2 separate regions of the Gossypium arboreum genome follow, and region 2 is linked to region 1. A link is a contact called in public Hi-C data. All regions are on one chromosome and are shown on one strand. Each heading gives the region's core, a stretch centred on a gene start, on an enhancer-like site or on the middle of the called end of the contact. The rest is flanking DNA. Distances are from core to core; before and after follow the strand shown. Region 1 holds the start of LOC108470739 (40S ribosomal protein S6-like). Region 2 holds the start of LOC108464929 (ras-related protein Rab11A).

The links. Hi-C and Micro-C count contacts between places; a contact is called where the count stands out from the background.
Region 2: a contact with region 1 is called in a Hi-C map of leaf, with 1.7 times the contacts expected there. The contact joins the promoter of LOC108464929 here to the promoter of LOC108470739 in region 1. A contact is called at or near these places in 2 of 5 Hi-C or Micro-C datasets (both in leaf).

What each region holds. Positions count from the first base shown.
Region 1 is chr11:55,396,563-55,402,672 of ASM2569848v2, forward strand. It overlaps LOC108470739 (40S ribosomal protein S6-like), which reads left to right and starts at 3,937. Exons shown (of 6, transcript XM_017772181.2): 1 at 3,937-4,081; 2 at 4,178-4,242; 3 at 4,790-4,847; 4 at 4,948-5,056; 5 at 5,141-5,413; 6 at 5,553-5,960. The coding sequence starts at 4,076. The coding sequence ends at 5,791.
Region 2 is chr11:55,631,310-55,637,400 of ASM2569848v2, forward strand. It overlaps LOC108464929 (ras-related protein Rab11A), which reads right to left and starts at 1,670. Exons shown (of 2, transcript XM_017765214.2): 1 at 1,137-1,670. The coding sequence starts at 1,369.

The DNA of each region.
Region 1 (6,110 bases), core at 2,687-5,186:
TGAGTATTTACATTTCGAGCATATACTTTAACATCTTTCAATTGTTCAAAGCTCAAAACATCCCATAATCATTTTAAAAGGCAATTATGCCAATCTTTCCTTTTCCATGTATCCGATGAATCACAATTCGTGTGAATAAAACATGTTATATCATAACTCAATTACGACCCAAAAGCCAATCACTCAATTGCCAATAAAATTTACCATGTATTTCGTCCATCACAAATATAGACCAATAATCTCAAGACTTTCACAAAAATATTCTCATGGAAATCATGAACTCACCATATCTTAAAATCAATGCGTATAACTTATGTACATACCTGTACAGAATTCGTAATACTTACACGCTCTTTCTCTTCTTTAACAAACCTATTTACTTTCCCATTGGACTACTTGGAATACTAAAGGATATCTGGGAAATTTCATACACATAGTAAGATGCCAATGTAATATCCCAGATATGGTCTTACATGGGATCACAAATCGAAGCCGATAGCCCAGCTATGGTCTTACATGATGTCTCATATCGATGCCATGCCTTAAACATGGTGTTAGATGAAATAACATATCAATGCCAATGCCATATCCTAGATATGATCTTACATGTGATCACATATCGATGCCAATGTCATATCCCAGATATGGTCTTACGTGGGATCACATATCGATGCCAATGCCATGTCCCAGACATGGTCTTATGTGGGATCACATATTGATGCCAACGCCATATCCCAGACATGGTCTTACATGGGATCACATATAACCCTAATATCATGACATTTGTATCCTATCTATTCCTAAGGTTTAACAGGGATTTTGAGGTATCAATTCTTCATCGAATCATCATCCAGTCATCATTTATCAAATCCATAGAGATAAATATACATTTCATGCAATATCAAAACATTAGGTACATAATAACATAATTTTGAATTATTTACACACGAACTTACCTCAGATGCGACAACGGCGAAAAGAACCTATTTGTCTAATATTTGTTTTTCCCTCGATCTAGACTCGAACTTCGTTTTTCTTGATCTATAATGTCATATTTAGCCCACTTATTAGTCACATTATTCAATGTGACCCAAAAATCATACTATGGAAAAATTATGTTTTTGCCCCTAAAGTTTGACATATTTACATTTTTGCCCCTAAGCTCGAAAAATGAAATTTATTCAATTTCTTTAACATACAAGCCTAGCCGAATCATTTTCATAACTATATCAGCCCACAATTTCCATTAAAACACACTTTTACTGCATACTTTATAACTTTTACAAATTAGTCCTTTTAGGCGTTTTCACCGAAAATCACTTAGCAAAAGTCGTTTAAGAAACAACTAACATGCATTTTCTACCATTAATCATCAAAATCCACACATGTTCATCATAGGTCAAAACCCTATACTTTAACCATAACTCAAATTAATGGTAGAAATAGATAGATCTTGCTACGAGGATTTCAAAAATGTAAAAAAACATTAAAAACGGGGCTAGAATGGACTTACAATCGAGTTTGGAAGCTTGGAAAACCCTAGCCATGGTTTCTTCATGTAAAATTTGTCCAAGGAAGAAGATGGGTAAGAAGTTTTGGCTTTTATTTTGTTTATTAAGTCATTTAATTTCTAAATGACGAAAATGCCCTTAACTTAAAAATATTCTATTTCACCTATTTCATATCCATTTTTGTCCAAAAAATTATCGAATGGTCTAATTACCATTTAAGGACCTCCAATTTATAATTTCATAACAATTGGACACCTCTAGCTTCTAGAACTCAAGTTTTGCACTCTTTACGATTTAGTCCTTTTGACTAAATTGAGTGCCCAAATGTCGAAATTTTCGAACGAAATTTTTACAAAATCACTCCGTGAAATTGTAGACTATAAAAAATAATAAAAATAAATTTTATTACGTTAGATTTGTGGCTCCAAAACCACTATTTCGACTAGACCCAAAATCGGGCTGTTGCACTTCAGGCTTCAAAGACTTGTTAAAAATTAAGTTAATTTAAGGCTTTTTAAAATTTTATTTTGTCCAACAATTTAAAAATAATTTTAAAGACTTATAAACAATTTTTGAAAATCTAAGTAGGAAATTTTTAATATACTTTTTGTTATATCAAAATACTTGAAAAACTAGAGGTAACAACATAGATAGGATATGTAGTACAAGGTCTTATATCTCAAGTGACATGGGGAGGCTTAAGTTATTGATACATGACATACTTAATTGTGATGAAACACGGTAATTGTGTTATTTACCTCCATATTTTTGTTACTTTCAAAATGGAATATAATTTAAAATAATATTACATTATTTTTTTTGGTGAAATAAAAACTAAAAGGACTCAACTGTGTCATACAATATCAAAAGCACCATTTGCTTAAATACATATAACTCAAACCACCCAATATTTTTTATTTTGTAGTAACTTTTGGATTCGCCTCACCAGAGCTGAGGAAGAAATAGTTGGAATGTTCGTTGTTATTGCTTGCACCACCCCTCGAGATTATCTGTATGTATCAAAATTTTTCCACTCCCTGTTCTATAAGAAAGGTAAGGGCATCCAAAATACCCCAAAGTTGGGCATCAAAGATAAAGCACATATATTAATGGATTAAAATTTAATTTTATAAAACTATTAAATATTTGAAAATTTTCAAATAATATTATTTATAAATTTAAGATAATTAAATTTATTATTAATTAAAATTATGTAGGTGAAGATATCAATAACAAAAAAGTTATTTATGTATAAAATTAAAACCAAATATTAATTGACGCATATCATCATCATTATATGACTATTTTCTTAAATTAACTGCTATATACAAATTATTTATTTTAATCACATCCATTATATTCATTTTTATCAAATTGAACTAATAATTTTGAAAAAAATATTCTTTCATTCAATTAGAATAACCGATCTTATGCCAAATGAACGTAACTCAATAAAATAAAGATTTATAACTTTTACGAATGGGTAAATTCCTTTTAAACCAATCCATCTTTTGTTAAATTATTTTAAAGTGCTCAATATTCCTAAATTAAGTACTTATTCTTTCCAGACTTTTAAAATTTAAAAATTCCTTTATTAAAATTACAAAATTAGACTATTATTTTTATTTGTTCTAAAAATTATATTTCAATAAAAATAAAATAAATTATTTAAGCAATTATACATTTTATCTTGTAAAAAAATTATCAAAAAATTATTATTTTTATATTTCAAGATTTTATAAATAAATACAATAAGAGAAAATATATTTTTAATTTTTATTACTATTTGAGAAAATATATATATTCCAATTTTAAAAAAAAATAATATCAAGATAAACCTGAACAAGAAACAAACCAGTAGTATATATATTATAATTTATTTATACTAAATCTAATTAAAATTGCATAGTATTTATTATTAATTATTTGTACTTGGTGAATGACCTAATGATGACAACAATAAGTATATTTTTAATGTTGGAGAGAATATTTTAATAAATATGGAATGTTAGAGTAATTAGATAAAATTGTATGAGATATTTATTTTCTTGTTAATTTTATTGATAATTGTATTGTTAAATATTTTATTAGACTAATGTATTATTTAAAATGATTTGATTTTAATTGTTACTTATTTAAAGAATTTTTTATTATTAATAATTTTAAAATAATTAATATTTTTAAAATTTAGAATTATATGATTATATAATTACATTTTACATACTTTATAATATAATTAGTACCTTAATAATTACACTACCATTAATCTAAATTAATTTTTTTTGCTACATCCACGGATTAACAGGTCTGATAGATCAAATTTTACTTTGGGCTTACAATGAGCAGTAAGTAAATCCGAACCCACAAAATATCCATGTTCGTGAATCTGGGTTGACTCGGACCAACTTACAGACTTCCCTAATAACACCAGATTATTTTCCTTTATATTTAAACCTCCCCGAAAACCCTAACCCTCGAAACCTTAAGTTAGCAAGAGAGCAGCAGCAGTCTCGGCGGCGGCAGTTCTCCCCAGGGTCTATTTTCTAAACACCCATCAAACAGAAATGAAGGTTTTTCCCCTCTTTCCGCTTCTTTTTATTAAGGAAAAAGAAGATATTTCTGTCCCTTTTGGGTTTTTGTTGATTCTCTTCATTTGTTTGTTTCAGTTCAATATTGCAAATCCGACTACTGGCTGCCAGAAGAAGCTGGAAATTGACGATGACCAGAAACTGTAATTTTCTTTTCTCTTTTTTTGTTTTTTGGTTTTAAATTGTTTGGTTTAATTTTATTTTGTTGCTCTAAATTTCAATATTAGTCTTATATTTTTAAAGGCGAAAACACCCAGTTGAGTTTTCATGCTTCTTTTCGTATTGAGTGAGATTGAATTTTTAGAGTATTTAGAGATGCGCAAAATATGGGTGGAAGAAGCAAATTCAAAGGTAGAAAGTAGGTTAATGAAATTTATATGAATTTTTTGCTAATAATAGAATTTGTAAAGCAAAGTGGAAGGCAAAAGTTGTTTATACTTCCCAAAAAATGAGCTAGCATAATACATTTTGTAATTATTTTCTCTTGCCATATATTTTTTAAGTTAGGTTTCCTTTTGGGACTAGTTCTTGTCAAGCTACCACAATGCGAAGGAAATTCAACTGTGTTGTACCCTTTAACCATAGTTTTAACAGTATGCTTATTACATTTAGCGTCTTGGGGCGAGGTACTGCGAGCGTATTTGTTCCTGAGGAAGAAAAATTTCTGACCTTGGAACTTTGATATTGCAGCCGAGCCTTCTTTGACAAGAGGATCTCCCAAGAAGTCAGTGGTGATGCCCTTGGCGAGGTATGTTTCCAAGTTACTTTTAGTTTCTCTTTATCCAATTTATGCTTTTGAATCTGGCCATCTTAACTGCAGTTTGCTGTTATCTCATATCATTTAACAGGAGTTTAAGGGCTATGTGTTCAAGATAATGGGAGGCTGTGACAAGCAAGGTTTTCCAATGAAGCAAGGAGTTCTGACTCCAGGCCGTGTTCATCTTTTGCTTCACAGAGGTCTGTAGACTGCAAATTAGTTGCATTTGTTTGTTTGTATAGAAATGTTTTTTATTTGTTGACCAATTGTTTTTCTTTGAATAGGTACTCCCTGCTTCCGTGGGTATGGTAGGAGAAATGGAGAGCGAAGGAGGAAGTCAGTTCGCGGATGCATTGTTAGTCAAGATCTTTCAGTTCTGAACTTGGTTATTGTTAAGAAGGGTGAAAATGATCTTCCTGGATTGACCGACACTGAGAAGCCAAGAATGAGGGGTCCAAAGAGAGCTTCGAAAATCCGGAAGTTGTTCAACCTCTCTAAGGAAGATGATGTTCGGAAATATGTTAATACATATCGCCGAACCTTTACAACCAAATCTGGTGAGTACTAAATATTTGTTTGTGCTTCATTGAGTTTCCTGGGGAATGAGTTTTGGTCAATGATTTACTTTTCATAAATAAGTTAATGATGGTAGTTGCTCCCCTAGTTGAAAATAAAGAACACTTTTTTGGAATGCAGGTAAAAAAGTAAGCAAGGCTCCCAAAATTCAGAGGTTGGTGACTCCGTTGACCTTGCAGAGGAAGCGTGGCAGAATTGCAGAGAAGAAGAAGAGAGTTGCAAAGGCCAAGGCTGATGCTGCTGAATACCAGAAGCTCCTTGCCCAGAGGTTGAAGGAACAGCGTGAGCGCAGGAGTGAGAGCTTGGCCAAGAAGAGATCTAGGCTCTCTGCTGCTTCTAAGCCATCCATTGCAGCTTAATTGTACCACATACAAGGATTGGTATTTTCTTCGGTTTTGAATGTTGATTCTAAAATCTCATTATAGGTTGAGGTGATTTTGACTTGACAATGCTTTTAAGTTTTCATGACATTATGTTTTGGATGCTTACCTATTCCTCTATTTATTTCATGAATTTTTTTATATTCAATATCGTAACATCCAAAGGCCTCACTTGTTGAAACCGAACCTAACAGGCTGGTTCAACTGGGAACTGATCAGTTCTATGGTTCAACTATAGTAATTTAACTGGAAAATGAACAGGCCGGTAAAAAATCGAATGATAACGTATAGAACTTGG
Region 2 (6,091 bases), core at 420-2,919, 230 kb after region 1:
AGATGGAACCAATGGGGTAACCTGTACCAAAACCAGATATAACTTATTAAACATTACGTCTCAAAAGTCTTGATTCAATACCTACCGGTTGAATGATTAAAAGCTAAACAAATCCAGGCAGTTGATTGACCACTTATTTAACACGAAGGGATTGCAACCAAAATGGCTCAAATTAAAGTTGAATGATGAAATCATTGCCCTGCTTACCAAAATAGCATGCTTAACATGGAACATTAGATATCTACAGTTTCTGTAAAATTTGAATCCTAATCTGTTTATTATACGCATTAAATCCAAGCATTAGTTTCCAAATCTTAATCCCAATTAATTAAATCATCCATCATATTTCTGAATCCACTAAATATCTGCATTTAGTAAGTATAAAAATATTTTTCAAAGAAATGGATAATGGATTTGGATATTATCCGCAAAAATGAAGCCGACTCAAACTATGGATATCAAAAATTAATATCTGAATATTAATTAGAATGTATGAATCTGAATATTATTCAAATTTACAGCAAAAAAGCAAGTTGGATAACTGCAAATATCCAAATCTGCATTATCCATTGCTAAAATTTGAACTTCTACGCCAAGATTTGTAAGAAATGCGATGAGATCGAGGATCTACTAGACTATGATGCTTTTTACCAAACTGTTCCAAGTGACACAATCAAATCGAGCACTAAGATCCAACTAAGCACCATGTAAATTTTTTTATCCAGATCATCATCATAAGTTAAAAATAAATATCAACAGTAACTATATCATTTATCTATCAAACATCCAATCCAATCCTGATCGAAATTGAAAACATTTTCACCTCCGAACTAACACAATCATGGTAACTAACTAAACCATGTCTTGTCGGTGAACAGTAAATCTAGCAAACAAGCGCTCAGTACCAGGATTCTGAAATCCTTTTACATTTTCAAACAGCTTTTCTTTGAAAGCTTATAATTCTGTCCACAAACTACAGATCTATGAAAGAACAAGAGAAAAGAAGACGATCCCTATAGAATGAAAAACCCAAAAAGCTTTCAGCAAAAAGGAGAAATAAACAAATCTTCATGAAAAGTTAAAAAGCTTAGTAGTAGTAGTAGTAGTAGTAGTAGTAGTAGTAAGAAAAAAAGTACCGTTCTTGACCAGCAGTGTCCCAGATCTGAGCCTTGACACTCTTGTGTTCAATAACAAGAGTTCTAGTCTGAAACTCAACTCCAATGGTGGCCTTGGAATCTAAACTAAACTCATTTCTGGAAAACCGAGCAAGAATCTGAGACTTACCGACGGCAGAGTCACCAATCAAGACTACTTTGAAAACGTAGTCAATCTTCTGGCTTGGGTCCCCATACCCTCCTCCACTAGCCATTTTCCCTTCTAATTCTACTTCTAAGTCTTGTTTATTTCACTTGATTTGGTTTTGTTTTGTTTTGTTTCGGCCTGAAATATAGCTAAGAGCCGAAGGACACAGTTGGTAACGTTGAGTTTTAGATTATTGTCTTGTGAAAGGCAAAGTGAAAGTCTAAAATCTAAATAATTGATGAGAAAGACAATTTGTTCATTAGGAAGGAGAGGAGGGATTCGGTGGATCAGGATTTAGACTACATATGAGATGATAATCCAGTGAGTAGCAGACATTAATCCGTTTGCTTTCAACCAACCAAATATAAACCCTTTTTGTAATTTCATACATTTAAGGTGAAGTTTTTAGATTATGTAAGTTCACAATTATATTATAAGATATATTAAAATATTTAAAAAATAAACATTTAAAAAAAGACACATGACGATTTTTTGATAACTTGTAAAATAAAAAATACATTAAACTTTTTATACCATTATTGTATTTTATAATTTAAAATTTTAAATTAATTTAAATTAATACTTTTAAATATAATGAATTTACAAATAATATAAATTAAACCTTTATAAGTAATTGACAAATAATATATTAAAATCGCATATGTTATTAAAATATTTTTAAAATAGTATTAAAATTAATAAATATTAAACTTATACATATATGTTAAAATATAAAATTAATAAGTAAATTATAGATTTAAAGAAATCGAAAAATAAATATCTTTTTCATAAAAGCAATCTAGGAGTTCAATAGTCATATATAAAAATTGACAAAATTATTTCATATTTGAAATTAAAGTTTTATTACATTTTCATATAAATTTAACTGAGAGATAAAGGTAAATAATTTTTAAAAACAAGTAAATGTTAAGCTTACTTTTAATTAATTTTTAAATACATGAGTAAAAATAATGAATTTATTAAATTATAGTTATACTTTTTATATAATATATTAATTTGCATACTTGTGTGATAAACCTATTTGATTGTTTATATAAACATTTCAAAACATATGGTGCTATAAACGTGTGAAAAAAAATTTAAAATGTTTTTCACTTATTGAAATACATTTTCACTTAATATTTCATATACGTAATTTTTAGATAATATTATATTAGGTTTATAATTTTTTAAAAATTACTTCACAATATTTTAAATAAAATTTACAACACATTTTCAAAAAATAATTGTCTAATTATAAAATCAAATGATTTAAAAATCATTAGATATATGTCTATATTAATAAAAAATTATCTATTAAAAATTTGTTTTCATCGTCGTTAGTTACCTTAGATGATTAATCATGCACTAATTAAGTATTGCGTCAATTAATTACAATTTCAATCAGTTTAAATAACTAATTCATTAGTTACCTTACAATTGTAATGAAAGAATAACTTGGTCATGGTTTTACTTAATCAAACATCTTACCAAGGCCCATAACCACACAAACACAATTTTAATAACTCAAGTAGATGAAATGCAATCAACCTAACACAAATTAAATTCAAGCCATATCAAATAAATAAACTATTCAACATGACAAATATTCATAGACATGTTTATCATAACAACAAAAAAATTAAAAGGACAGGGAACAAGAATCAAATCTGGTATTTTCTCATTAGCTTGACTAGTTTGCTCTACTCCTCCTTCTCTGCTTGTTCTTGTCGAACCGGGGCTTCTACAAACACTTGAATACTGCTTGAAATGGTGGTTGATTGACTCTTTTTCAAGAGGTGAAATCAGAAAGGAAACAGGGGAAGAAAATGAAGAACAATGGAAGGGAATTAAGAGAGAAAAATGAGAGAGAAGTGAAGAGATGAGAAGGGTTGAGATGTGTTTGAAGTGAGCAGCCAAGGGGGTATCTATAGGTTGAAAAGGCTGCTAAAAATAGCCAAAATAAGCAGCCAAAGACTCCCCCCATGGCCGGCCACACATGTGGCATGTTTGAAGATTTCAAATATGTTATTTTAAGGTAGAGGCAAATCTAGAAAGGCATAAATAGTGGAGGGGTTTGAATGCAATTTAGAGGAGTCTTTAAGGGCCATTTTGCAAGCCAAATAATCAGCCAAGCAAGCTGATTGGGTCAGCATGTGGACGGTTTTGGGCTTCCCAATGTTCGGTTAGATCGATTTTCTCCGTTCAAATCAACTGGGTCCCTTTTCATAATTAATTAATAATAATTTATTTAATCCAAATTAAATTGGATTAAAATGAAAATTAATTATATTATGAATTAATACACATAATTTGGACCGTCTTAGGTTGAAAAATTAAGTAACCTTGATGCTTCAAAATTGCTTCTCAGTTTTGCGCTTCTAACAGTGTCCGTTGAGCTATTTTTCGCCCTTTGCCCGAATCTGTCGAAAAGAATTAAAATTAATCAAAATTTGATATAAAATTAATTAAAATTAAACATGTTCATATTTTGAGTGTAATTTAATTATTTTATAATAATTATATATTTTTCTACAAGAATTTTATCGAAATTGCATGAATTTGAGTTAAAAAGGGCATGAAAAAATGTGTATATTTTTGTGTTTCCACACCCCCAAACTTAATTCATTGCTCGTCCTGAGTAATGCACAAATTTGAAAAGAATTTATCAGAAAACACCTTTGAAAAATGTGTATATTTTCGTGCTGCAATCATTAAGTTTAATTTATGCCTTCATATATTGAACATAACAATTTCTCTCCACTAATGTAGGTAGCATAGAAACTTGAATCAATAGTTCTTTTAAATAGGTTGTAACATGGCTAAGCTAGGGGTAGGTAAAAGATAGATAAATTTAGGCTAAAAACTCTAGACTCAGCTTGAATCGGACCTTTGAAATAATTACCTTCAACACACCAACTTATTTCGCTTTCACATGCTCTTTTATACATCTATTTCTTTCGAGTACATATGCTCTCTTTTTTTTCTTTTTTTTTTAATTTCACGAGTATTTTGCTGTATGTATTACAATTTTTTGAGCATTTGATACTTCTTTTCAACTCCCCCAAACTTGTTTCAAAGAATATTATGAATAGTACCGAGTCTAGTGTTTGGGACAATTTAAAGATAATTGAGAGAAAAGTGATGGCTAAATATTGCAAAGGTTCAAATAAAATTAGGCTATATAGTCTCAAAGTTGGGTTTCAAAGGATAAAAATTCATCAAGGTAGGCTTGAAAGGCTCAAATGGTCCAAACAAAAGTTGCCTAAATCATTTTCAACATTCCATGCTTCCTAGGATTTCGCCTCAAGAAACTACTAAGTCAATTTTAGAGACTTAAACTTTCATGCATGCTTAACTTTCCTAAGGAACTAAAAATTTTATGGTATGATTTGCATGCTTTATTAAAAATACATTCATGTCATATTTCAGTTAACATAACAATTATTGAAATAATCAAACTTTATTTATATTGAAGTTTAGCATATTTAACAAAATTTCAAATTTTTGAACAAAATATAACCTAATCATAACTGAAAGAAAAATTTATTCTGAGTGGAAATAATTTCAATTTTTTGATCCCCCTGCTTAAGATGAACAATGTCCTCATTCTTAAAAGTGAATAGATACTATACACCAAATAGGATTCTAGAAAAGAGGAGGTGAGTCAATTTGTCTGCTTAAGTACCAAGCTCTCTCTAGATCCAATCGTAGACATGTATATATCTATTGCCACACTTTGTACTTTGTACTTCGCAACTTGTTCATTTTTATTTATGATTTTAACCTCTTGTTTTATTATGTGAAAATAAAAATTACTAATAAAACCTAATCCTATTAAATAACCTAAGAACGGAAATAAAATAAAGTCAAGATCCACCTTTTTTATTTATTTGCAGATCCCTTCGAATTTGACTTATCTTTTGCTCCGTTGTCTTTGTTTTTGCATGAATCACTTCGTTCCCTCTTCGATAGTGGACTCCATGGTTCAAATATGAAATTTGGAAATTCAGTCACAAAAATAAATGGGTCATTGTATATTTTCGTAAGAACACTTCTCATTGAGTCATCCTATTTTTTTGAATATCTCCAGTAAGCTTGTTGCTGCCACTGCATATGTTGCATGATGTCCATCAATTTTGACAACTCATCTTAAAGCTCTGAGCGAGGCGATTGAGTCCTGAAGATTGAAGTTGCGATGTCAAGTTCGGTTACTAGTTCTATTGGTTCTACCTTATCAGGGATTACAACTAACTGCCTTGGTTTGATCTCTGTGGGATCTTCTTCTTCTTTTTCTTCATGATCCTCGCTCTTTTCAACTTGTTGCTGTAGGAGTCTCCAGTTATTCGGTAGAGGTCCCAATGTATGATTGTGCCCTGGCTATAACTTATCTTTTTTACATTTGCAAGAATTTTAGCTTTCAAGAATTTTACATTTGCCAGAACGTCTAGCGACACAATTCTGCATTTCTGTCATGATATTTTTCCCACATCAATGGTTTTTCCATTTAAAATCGAGTATAATAAGACCATTCACTCTAATGAAATTATAGTCCCATGTGAAATGGGCATAAGGCTGAATCGAATGAAATAGAACCATACCTTCGCTAGTGGTGTCAAATATTCTCTGCGACAAGTGTGAATTCCTTGCTTTGACACAGTCCACTTAGAACATGGAACTATAAGTTCCTCAAGAATTTCTTGCAGATTTTCAAACTCAATATTGCCCATCAAGGAAGAATATTTGTCGTCTCCAAAATCAGGTAATTCAAAGAATTCATTAATAGCGC